Linked DNA regions of Mus musculus: region 1 is linked to region 2. A link is a contact called in public ChIA-PET data. All regions are on one chromosome and are shown on one strand. The core of a region is the stretch at or near the end of the contact, and the rest is flanking DNA. Distances in the headings are between cores, read along the strand shown. Region 1 overlaps Immt (inner membrane protein, mitochondrial). Region 2 holds the start of Immt (inner membrane protein, mitochondrial).

Region 1 (5,827 bases), core at 881-3,380, 40 kb before region 2:
GCCTCCTGAGTTCTGGGATTGAAGGCATGCAATACCACTGCCCAGCTGTGGGCCAAGAATTTTAAGGCCATCAGAAATGTGTCAAGGAAAAAAACCAAACCACAAAGATTTCAAATAAAACTCAATGAACTAGGAGTTAGAGAGAGGACTCAGAGATTAAGAGCACTGGTTGCTCCTCCAAAGGATCCAGGTTCAGTCCCTAGTACCCACATGGTGGCTCACAACTGTCTGTGACTCTAATCTCAGGGGATCCAACACCCTCTTCTGGCCTCCTTGGGCTGACATGTGGTGTACTTATATACATGCAGGCAACATACTCATATTATGTAAAAGGTAAAATTATTTGAAAGCATTTTAACAAAAAAAATGTAATGAACTAAAATAGACTTTGATGTTCAATAAGTATTGTGCTTACTTTTATTGTCATAAGACAATATAAAAAAAAACAAAAACAAAAAAGAAACCCCTTATTTTATTAATGTGCTTGTTGTGAAATGTGTGGTCACTTTTCAATGTGGCATACACAGGTCTCACCGTAACTCCCATCACAACAGTACACTACACCTCCAGATAACCTTTCAATACATGAGAGAAAATGCCTTGAAAACGGTGATCTTATGTCATTTATAAGTTATTACAATTTAATTTTTTGGATCCTCTTTTTTCCATTTTCTTCTCAAAACTCTATACTTAAACTTGTCCAGTCTGGGACCAACTCTTCAAGAATGGAGTATCATCATAAAGTGGAGTGGCTCTATGCCCCCATTATTAACAAGAAAGTATCCTGAGAAACTGTACAGGGTCAGACCATAGCGTATGAAAGGGAGCTCACTCTGAACAGCCTGCTCAATCCCTCTCAACCTGGCATAGGCAGTATTTATGTCCAGAGTAAAGCTGTCCATTTGTTCTTGACTGCGACGACGAAACTCTAATTCTTGCTCAGACAGTTTCTCAGACAGGCCCTGAAATAAAACAGACAGTGTACAGAAATCTAATGTTACCACCATGCTTGCCACCTAACTACATGCTAGTCTTCCAGAAACTACTAACTTTGAAGTAAAAAAGGAACCTTTAATATCTCAAATTATAACCAGGTGTGGTGACACGCCTTTAATTCTAGCACTCAGGAGGCAGAGGCAAGAGAGTTCCAAGCCAGTCTGGTCTACAGCAAGTTCCAGGCCAGCCAGGACTACACAGGAAGAACCAATCTAAAACAAATAAAAACTTCAGAAGAGCTGCTTGTAAGGGGCTGGAGAGATGGCTCTGTGGTGAAGAACACTTGTTCTTGCAGAGGACCCAGACCCAGGTTCAATTCCCAGCAGTCTTGATGCAGCTTAAAATCATCCTAACTCCCGCTCCAGGGGATCCAATGCCCTTTTCTGCCCTCCTCCAGCACCAAGCACTAATGTAATTCACTGCCATACATGGAAGCAAAATACTCATATACGTAAAATAAATGTTAAACCAAAACAGCTGCAATGTTGTATATAAGGTTTCAAACTTTTATCAACTCATATTGGTTTTTCAAGTCAGAGCTTCACTGTATAGGCCTGGCTGTCTTGGAACTTACGCTATAGACTGGGATGACCGTAAACTCAGAGATCCATCTGTCTCTGCCTCTCAAATACTGAAATTAAAGGCGTGTATCACCATGCCTGGCTCTGACTCATGTTCCATAAGTTTCTGAATTTTCTGATACAACATAGAAAAGCTTTTAATTAAGCATTTAGACTGCAATCTTTAAAAAGAAATTTGGGGTGGCTAAAGGTGGCTCAGTAGGTAAGAGCATTTCCTAGAGCACTCACAAAGTGACTCCAGTTCTAGGGGATCTGCCTCTTCTAGCCTCTGTAGGCACTAGGTAAGCACAGAGTATACACCCATATATGCAGTAAGCATTTATATAGAGAAAATAAAAAATCTTTTAAAAATGAGACATTTTTGTATTGCAACCCACACATATTTTCAGATCTACATACCTGACCATGAACACAGCATGGCTGATGTAAAACGAACTGGTTCTGTAATTTATAACTAACAAAAAGCCTATTTCACCCAAGCTAGGTACCACTTTATTCTTATCTTCAGAGTGCACAGGAAGGAGAAAGGCTAAGGAAGGATGTGGTGCAGCTGTACAGGACAGGCAACATGTGTGAGGCCCCGGGGAGGAAGGAGCGGAAGCCCGAGCACAGGTCCTCACCTGTTCAAATTCATACTTCAGTTCCTGTTCCTGCACCTTGAGGACATCTCGTAAATGATCAGTGTGGGCAGCTGCCTGCCGTCGAAGTTGGGTCCGCATTTCATTCTCCATGGCATCTCTGACTTCTTCTACCTGTGAAACCAAGCGCAGCAATGGGCAGCTCTCAAACGTCCATATGCACGTTTAGGGAACGGGAGAGACTAGTCAGGAAGCTAACAGTAGCAGCAGCTCAACTCCACTGATGTGCCAGGCATGTCTATACGATTATCTCATGCTTTCCAAGAGCCACAAAGCCAAACACCCAAAAGCAACTGAAACAAGGTCACATAGCTACACAGAAATCCTACTTCAAACATGGGTCTCTCTGGCCTCCAAACTTGTGCTTCCTTCCATCATGCTGCCATGTGGCCCCCAACACAGAAACAAACACCATTATTTGCTGAATCACACATAACACAGGAAGTAACTTATTCCAAAATGTAGAGCAAAGAAACCTAGCTAGTTCTAAGCTGGGTGCAAACCCTGTTTAACCATAACTGCTCATGTTCATGTTCCCACCTTTTTGCATGGTGACAGTGCCAACTTAAGAGAAATCAATGTGAAAATTAGTACCCAAAAGGTACACTTGAACACATTTCTTTGAAACCAGCAGCTTATTTTCACATGAGTTTAAGTTTAACATGGGCCAGTCAAAACAAGTTAGGAAATGCTCCGTCCTGCTTCACTCAGCAATTAACCACGGGTATACTAGACATCAACATAAACTACCTTGAACACAAACTCATCTTTTCTCAGATTTAGAACAATGAGTCCATTTAAGACCAGCCCCGTGCTGGACAGAACCTACTATCTTCTTGGATACATGACTGCTCAGACAATGCACACACAGATCCTTGAAGCAGGAACACTTGTTTCCAAGAGTGAATGTGAGCAGGATGCCCACCCTAAATACCTAACTCCCACTTTCACTGAAAACAGCAATATAGCAGAAACTGACCCATACATGCTGCTTAAAACTGAAAGAGGGGTGTTGCTGAGACAGTGATGTCCAAGTGTAGAACTAAGGTTTAAGGAGAAGAGCCAGGTTGGAAGCACACAGCACAAACATCCCAGTGAAAAATACAAAAAGACACTGCACAGAGAAGAAAAACAAAAACAAAAGCTAAACAAGATTCAATAAATAAATAAACGACAAACTTACAGAAGGCAAGTATAACATTAAGAGTCTTTGGGCGTTGTTTAAGAATCTGGACTAATGCTCTTATACTGAAAACCCAGAACTCAGGATAAGGTAGCACTATAACCGTTTGTTCCTATCAGTCACAGCTAAGTAACAAGGTGCCATTTTTAAATAAACAAAAGTCGAGGAGACTGCTGGGAGTTCTAAGCCAGCCTGGTTACACAGCAAGAACCTGAGAAACTATTGGATTAAGATAGGCAAAAAAAAGAAAAGAAAAAAAAAAAAACAGGAATTAACTGTGGATGCAGACTGAATGTAAGAGTCTCTGATAAAAAAAATAGCCACCAAAAGCTCTCTCCATCAGCCAAGCAAGATGCCCAAAGGAAAGAAGACCAAGGGGAAGAAGGTGGCCTCAGCTCTTACTGGCAAGAAACAGGAGGCCAAAAAGGGGGTCAATCCTTTGTTTGAGGAAAGGCCCAAGAACTTCGGCATTGGGCAGGACATCCAGCCCCAAAGAGATCTAACACACTTCATCAAATGGCCCCACTTCATCAGGCTGCAGCAGCAAAGAGCCATCCTCTATAAGCGGTCCAAAGTACCTCCTGCCATTAACCAGTTCACCCAGGCCCTGGACAGGCAGACAGCTACTCAGCTGCTTAAGCTTGCCCACAAGTAGAGGTCAGAGACAAAGCAAGAGAAGAAGCAAAGGCCTGTGCTGAGAAGAAAGCTGCTGGCAAAAGGGGATGTCCCGACTAAGAGACCACCTGTCCTCAAGAGCAGGAGTCAACCCAGTCACCACCTTGGTGGAGAATAAGAAGGCTCAGCTGGTGGTGATTGCCCATGACGTAGACCCCAATGAGCTGGTGGTTTTCCTGCCTGCCCTGTGTCGAAAGATGGGGGCGCCCTACTGCATCATCAAGGGAAAGGCCAGGCTGGGGTGCCTGGTCCACAGGAAGACATGCACCACTGTTGCCTTTACACAGGTTAACTCGGAAGACAAGGGTGCTCTGGCTAAGCTGGTGGAAGCTATTAGGACCAATTTTAATGACAGATATGATGAGATCCATCGCCACTGGGGAGGCAACGTCCTGGGTCCTAAGTCTGAGGCTCGCTTTGCCAAGCTGGAAAAGGCAAAAGGCTAAAGAACTCACCACTAAATTTGGTTAAATGCACACTAAGTTTTCTGTATATAAATATAATTACAAAATTATCAAAACCAAAAACATAGCCACGCCAATAGACAAACAAACAAACAAATGGTGAACAGAGGTATCTCTTTTCCTTTGAATAATCACACCTTCAATTGCCAGAGGTCCTGAGTTCAATACCCAGCAACCAATTGGTAGTTTATGACCTTCTATAATGAGATCTGGTGCCCTCTTCTGGTCTCAGGCATACATGCAGGCAGAACACTGACATAATAAATAAATAAATAAATCTTTAAAAAAGAAAAAAAAAAAACCCTAAAACACCACTCTAATGATAGCTTGGCACAAATTATATTTACCACTAGCAGGCAGTGACAGAACAAACAAGGTTAACTTCAAATGTCAGGTCATTCTCTTCCTCCACTACCTTTCTGTCCTGCTCAGCCTGAATTTCACTTCTGTGGTGCTCCAATGCTTTTGCCACTGCAGAGTCAAAGGTCCGCTTTTCTTCTAGCTTGTGCTTTTCCAAGGCTAGCTCAATGTGCTGCTTCTCTGTGGCTTTCTGTTGTGCTAGCTCTCTGTTGAGCTGATCAATGCGACGATGGGCATGAGCAATGAGTGAGTTCAGGTCATCAGTAGAGAGTTTGCCAGCTAAACAGGTAACATCAAAGTGTTAGTGCTGTCACTGAAAATATACTGCAGAAAGAAGCTAACACAAAATTCAAATCCTCCAGTCAAAGTAGCAATTAAAAACTACTATCCAGCAACTAAAGCACTATCAATTCTAAGCAAAATAATGGGTGAGTCTATAATAAAATGATAATAATAATAATAATAATAATAATAAGTGTGAGGCAGCATACACTGCTCTTTCTAAGAACTCCAAATCAGTGTAATCTGAACTCATCATGTCCTGGCTTTCTAATTTACTAACTTTACTTCTAAAAAGACAGCTTGTAGACACAATCACTACTATATGCCATTTTATGTAGAACTATGATTAGCCCTAACAAATATTCAGAAGGAAACCAACTCCCACAAATTCTCCTGTGAGCCACAAGTACACTGACAGACACACTCCCTACCCCTCCCCCCCAAAACAAGCACACACACACACACACACATACAGACACACACAAGTATTTTTATTTTCTGTATATGGGTGTTTTGCCTGTATATCTGTCTGTGCATCATATGTGTGTCTACTGTTGTAAATGGCCAGAGAAGAGGCACCAGATCCCTTGAAACTGGAGTTACAGATGGTTGTAAGCCTCCGAGTGAGTGCTGAGAAATGAGCCAGCT
Region 2 (5,937 bases), core at 551-3,050:
CACACTCTCTCTCACTCTCTCTCTCTCAGACAGACAGATAGACACACACACAAATAAGCAGCAATATCAAATGCTACAGAATGAATGAAGAGGTAATGACAATAAACCTATGAATTTGTTGACAGTGACTTCAGGGAACTTTAAAATGTTTGTTGAGAGCTAGAATACCATTCATGTTTTAGTCTCTAACTGAGCTCCCCAAAAAGAAATCTGAATTAGGGAAGTTACTCAGGTAGGGCTAGTCTAGTAAATAAATCAATGAGAGAAGAGATGTTGAAGTAAAGACAGAAAGAAGCACATGGTAATACTAAATGTGTTGTGTTTCGTGTTTGGTGTTAGGAATGGCCTGTAAGTGCCTTGTGGCAAGAAATTGTTAGAAGGTTCTAAAAGCTGAGAGCAGCCACCTGCAAGACACAGGAGAGAACATGGACTTTAGTGCAACACCTGAAGGGGCTGGATTTAGCTAATTATGAATTTGGAGGAAGTAAAAAGTACTATCTACAAATGAGAATCAAAGCACAGCTAATACTTCTCAACAAAGCCTTGCATGACTCTAAGCTGAGACTCCACAACACTAATGTCCAGACTACTACAAAAACTGGAAGATAATCAATGAGGGTGTAGTTACAGGCTGCTTAATGTGTGCTGTTGGATAAATACCAACAGAAAACTAATACGGGGCTCACTTCCCTATGCAAGAGGCTGAAGGACAAACAGTAAAGCAAAAATAAAGAACAAAACTGCTTAACTTCAATCATCTCAGGATGACCCTGTCTCGAAACTTTATCCAATTACTGCTCAAGTTGCAGCATGTTCCTCATAACCTTTCAAGTGTTAGTTTTCTAAAACTTCTGAGTAATGGAAATGGGGTTTTTATTTTCAACTGTAGAAAGTTATACTGACAGTTATGAAAAATTAAAGAGAGACAAAACAGGGCGCCTAAGATACCTGAATGTCAGACATGGTTCCAGTGCTTAGAGACACTGATCCCCAAGCTAATCTCAGAAATAAGCACAAGGTCATGACTTCTGTCCTCCTTCAGCACCAGAAGTTTAAGCTCGAGAAATGAAAAATCTTTCACCTTTTACTATAAGACTAGCTCAAAGGCGCTCTCGGCTACGGAAACAAAAGGAACCCACTCCCAGATTAACAGCAACTTTGACCCCTAGGCTCTCCACCAGTCCAGGAACCTGCTTATTAAAGATGCAACAAGCCCTGAGAAGCAATCCCTGCTGGGAACTGTAGTTCTCCCGCGCCGACCTTCACGATTGGAAACCTATCACGTGCCCAACCGGCGGCCCAGACGCCAGCAGCCAGGATTGGTCCGAGACTGAGATAAGGAGGTACTGATTGGATACCAGGTCCCTGAAGCCACGCCTCAGCGGCACACCCGCCTCCCCGCGCTCCACACCCCAGCCCGCTTCTTCAGCAATAACCCTCGAGTCATTCCAGTCCAGCGGCCGCCCTAGAGGACTGCCTCGGTTCCCCGCACTAGGGGTGGCTCTGCCTGGGGGGGGTGCGCATCATGGATGCCTCTCACGTTGTCCGTTGGCAGTCCGCAGTCAGCGTGACCACGCGCCCCTTCGGAGAGACCCCACGCTCACCTGGGCCGCGACGGTCACGCCGGATAACTGACAGGCCCGCAGCATTTCTGCCGAAGCGACAGCGCTGCTGGTGGACGCGGGAACGACCGCGGCCGCACGAGAGGAGGGCGTGCGTGCTGGTGTGCGTGCCCGCGTCTGTACAGCCTAGCTGCGTCCGGCGCACCGGAAGGGCCACCGGCACCACTGCGCACGCGCCGCCTCCTCCCCTGCTACAGCCGAGGCGGCTCCCTGAGGGTGGGACTCACCCCGGCTGCGAAAAGGGGAGTAAAGCGGTGATTGGCGACTAGGAGGCGGAAGGGCAGGTTCTCCTTCCGGGTCGCGCTTGGGCGCTAGTTTGTCTGCAGATGACCGGGTTACTAGGTGAACTGGCCGGAGAGTGCTGTGTAAAGTTCGACTGTGACTCTTAGAATTAAAGCGTTGGTGAATTAAATTAGAATTAGACTCTTAGAATTAAAGGGATGGGGAGGTGGATCCGGTAGGGACGCCTGCTCCCAGTCCTGACGACCTGAAATTTGCGACCTCTCTGGTGGCAATAGAATCGATTCCAATTAGTTGTCCGCTGACTTCTTTATGGAGCTGAGGCACACGTATGCCTACAGGGTTTTTTTTTTTTTTTTGGTTTTTTTTTTTTTTTTTTTTTTTTTTTTTTCTTTTCCAAAGGGTTGCTGAAGAATAAGCGAATGTGCTGAAGGCATCCTGGGGCAGAATGTGTTTCCGGTGTCTTTAAATAGTAGAGAACGGATAGGAACCCAAATTCTAAGTTCAGGTTTTTACTTAAGTCACACCGCTTTTTTTTTTTTTTTTTTTTTTTTTTTGCCACTTTTATTTTATAAAGATGATTTCGGTCGCAGTTTTGGGGACGGTTTGGAAGACTCTTCCAAGCGTTCTGAGTTTAACAATGTGTTAAAAATTGACTGTCGTTAATATTCTATGTAAATTCCACTATGATTATGTGGTTCTCTTACCATAATAACATAGAAAAATAATTTTCAAAATCTGTTGGAGGCTGGACCTAGTCGTGCATGCTTTTAATCCCAGCGCTAGAGAGGTAGAGGTAGGCAGATATCTTTTGAGTTCAAGGCCAGCTTGATCTACAGAGTTCCAGGACAGCCAGCTGAATATATTGAGACCCTGTCTTGAAAACCACAAAACAACAAATCTGTTTGCAAAATACTTACAAGCCATAAGTAGGTGATTTGTTATGATACGATACAGATAAAAAAAAGCTGCACTTTTATTTTCATTTATAAAATAAATGAAGTCCAGTGTTGTGGTCACACTGTAAATGACAGCACTTGGGAGGCTGTTGCAGGATTGGACTACATAAATTTCAAACAAAAAACAGGAAAGATTTGAAAAATATCAAAAATGTGTTTATGTTCTATATTATCTACGTTCTATACATGCCAAGCTTTTCAGAGCACTTCAGTAATGTACTTGTCGATCTTTGTCATGTCATCATTCGACAGCCTCCAGTCCTCCCATTTTCTTAGTAAATCTAGCAGTCTGGCTCCATCCCTGTTCACCGCTGCTCTGGTTCTTGCCAGCGTGATAACGTCTCGCACACTGTTGACCCGGGGCTGCTTTTGTACTACACTTCGGACCTTGTACTACAGACAGTCTCCTTGGCTTTAAGATCTCATTCTTCAGGGCTGGAGAAATGGTTCAATGTCTAAGAGCATATATTATTCTTGTAGAGGACCCAGATTCAGTTCACAGCCCCAATATCAGGCAGCTTACAACTTCCTATAAATTATCAGAGAGCCCTCCAGATACAGACACAGACATGATTTATAAAAATAAATCTTAAGCCGGGCATTGGTGGCGCATGCCTTTAATCCCAGCACTTGGGAGGCAGAGGAAGGCGGATTTCTGAGTTCGAGGCCAGCCTGGTCTACAAAGTGAGTTCCAGGACAGTGAAGGCTACACAGAGAAACCCTGTCTTGGAAAACAAAAACAGCAAAGCTGGATCTGGGTGCAGGTGTGCAGGGCATCTGAGTTCGGTTCCCAGCACCCACCTCAGGCAGCTCATAACCTTTAACTGCAGCCCCAGGAGATTCTGCGGTACCTTCACTAATGTGTTGTATATAGTTTGAGAAAGAAAGATCTTTTAAAAGATCTTTATGGATCTGGAGAGGGCATTGGCCACTCCCTCAGAGACCAAGGTTGAGTGTCCTGTGTACAACACACCACGACCACCCCCCACACCATGGCTTGCAAACATCTGTAACTCCAGTTCCAGGTGATCCAGTGCCCTGTTTTGACCTCTGTAGTCTATGCATGCACATGGTGCAGATACATGTGCAGGCAAAACACCCATTCAAAAAAATAAATCTTTTTTTATTTAAACAAATTTTATTAGATATTTTCTTCATTTACAATTCAAATGTCCCAAAAGTCCCTTATACCCTCCCCACCCCGCTCCCTAGCCCCCCCCCCGAAAAGGTTAAATCTTAAAAAAAAAGAAAGAAAGAAAGAAAGAAAGATAGTTGTGATGGCACTTGTTTGTAACTCTTTTGCTTGGAAATTAAGACAGATCCCTGGGCATCCAGTCTACAGTCTGTGAACTTGAGAATATTTGAGAAACCTTGCCTTAAAAAAGGAGAGGGAATAGAAATGGCTCATTAGGTAAGAGCTGTGATGGCTAATTTTTATCAACTTGACACAAAGTAGAGTCACCTGGGAAGAGTGAAACTCAATTGAGTAATTACTTCTATCAGACTGACCTGTTGGCATGTCTGGGGGGGGCATTCTCTCTCTTTTTTTAAATGTTTGTTTGTTTATTTATTTATTTATTTATTTTAATGTATGTGAGTACACTGTAGCTGTTTTCAGACACACCAGAAGGTGGCATCAGATCTCATCTCACAACAGATGGTTGTGAGCCACCATGTGGTTGCTGGGAATTGAACTCAGGACCTCTGGAAGAGCAGTCAGTGCTCTTAACCACTGAGCCATCTCTCCAGCCCCCCATTCTCTTTACTAATGATTAATGTGGCAAGGCTCAGCCCATTACAGATGGTGCCACCTCTGGACAGGTGGTCTTTGGTTGTATGAGAAAGAAAGATAAGGGGGATGAGGGGAGATGCAGAATTGCTCAGTGTCAAGAGCATGTACTAGGCTGGAGAGATGGCTCAGAGGTTAAGATCACTGACTGCTCTTCCAGAGGTCCTGAGTTCAATTCCCAGCAACCACATGGGGGTTCACAACCATCTGTAATGGAATGTGATGCCCCCTTCTGTGCGTCTAGAGACACTGACAGTTTACTCATAGGCATAAAATGAACAAATAAATCTTAAAAAAAAAAAAAAAGAGCATGTACTGCTCTTGCAGAAGTCCAGAGTTCAATTCCAAGCACCCACATCAAGCACCCACATGAGGTTGCTCAAAACGGCCTGTAACTCCAGCTCCAGAAGTACCCAGTCAGTACCTCGGACCTCCTGTGCACATGGGCACTCCCATGCACATACCCACACATAGACACATACTCATGTATGTAATTTAAAATAATGAAGAAAATAAACTAAGTAAGCCAGTAAGCATCATCCCTTTGTGGTCTCTGCTTTAGTTCGGATCTCCAGATCTCTGTCTTGAGTTCTTGCCCTGCCCTGACTTTCCTCAATGATCTATCATAACATGGATTTATTAAGCCAAATAAATCCTTTCCAAATTGGTTTTGGTCGGTGTTTTATCACAGGAACATCAAGCAAACCAGGACAAGCAAACTAGGTCACAAAACCTATCACTCTTGCAAGGAACCTGAGTTCAGTTTTCTTTTTTATAAATAGAATTTATTTTTTTATTTTATATGCATTGGTGTTTTGTATGCATTTATGTGTATGCAAAGGTGTCAGATCCCCTGGAGTTGGAGTTACAGATAGTCCTGGTCCTCTGGAGGAGCCATCTTTCCAGCCTTCCCTGAGTTCAACTTTCAGAGTCTAGATGCAGTGTCCCCCAACAACTTGAAAGAACAGTTCCAGGGACTCTGATATGCTCTTCTAGCCTCAGAGGGCATCCTCGAATGTGGTATACACATGTATACATGTAAATAATAGTACATATACACCTATATATCTATGCATATTTTAAAGTAAGATGGCTCAGTGAGTAAAGGCACTTGTCACTAAACTTGAATGTTTGATCCTAGAATCCCATACAATGGAAAGAGAAAACCAACTCCTGAAAACTGACCACTAAACTCCACACATGAACCACACACACACATTTGCACATTTTAACATAATAATATATACATGCACACCAAACACACCACACACAAAAACCACAATATGTTTTATGAAAAAACTTAATGCCAGACAAGTTAATCCCTACT

Evidence for each region. ChIA-PET counts read pairs in DNA pulled down with a chosen protein or histone mark.
Region 1: an RNA polymerase II ChIA-PET map of effector CD8 T cells shows a contact between it and region 2, with 177 read pairs. The contact joins the enhancer-like site here to the promoter of Immt in region 2. A contact is called at or near these places in 5 of 39 promoter capture datasets (embryonic stem cells, liver, macrophages and 1 more), 8 of 484 Hi-C or Micro-C datasets (the G1E-ER4 cell line, the HPC-7 cell line, cranial neural crest and 4 more), 6 of 115 datasets of contacts at active chromatin or transcription factors (the SCID.adh cell line, effector CD8 T cells, embryonic stem cells and 1 more) and 4 of 9 other capture datasets (adipose tissue, embryonic stem cells, liver and 1 more).

The regions. Positions count from the first base shown.
Region 1 is chr6:71,867,929-71,873,755 of GRCm38.p6, reverse strand. It overlaps Immt (inner membrane protein, mitochondrial), which reads right to left. Exons shown (of 15, transcript NM_001253681.1): 12 at 4,953-5,176; 13 at 2,198-2,329; 14 at 833-962. It also overlaps the pseudogene Gm17825. Among named protein-coding and RNA genes, the nearest start is that of Snord94, 12 kb to the left of the region's middle. Within about 2 kb of position 2,130, at least 14 of the 459 cell types and tissues checked have an H3K27ac peak or open chromatin away from gene starts, as enhancers often do. A contact at or near this core is called in effector CD8 T cells, where this site is marked.
Region 2 is chr6:71,827,183-71,833,119 of GRCm38.p6, reverse strand. It overlaps Immt (inner membrane protein, mitochondrial), which reads right to left and starts at 1,800. Exons shown (of 15, transcript NM_001253681.1): 1 at 1,605-1,800. The coding sequence starts at 1,649.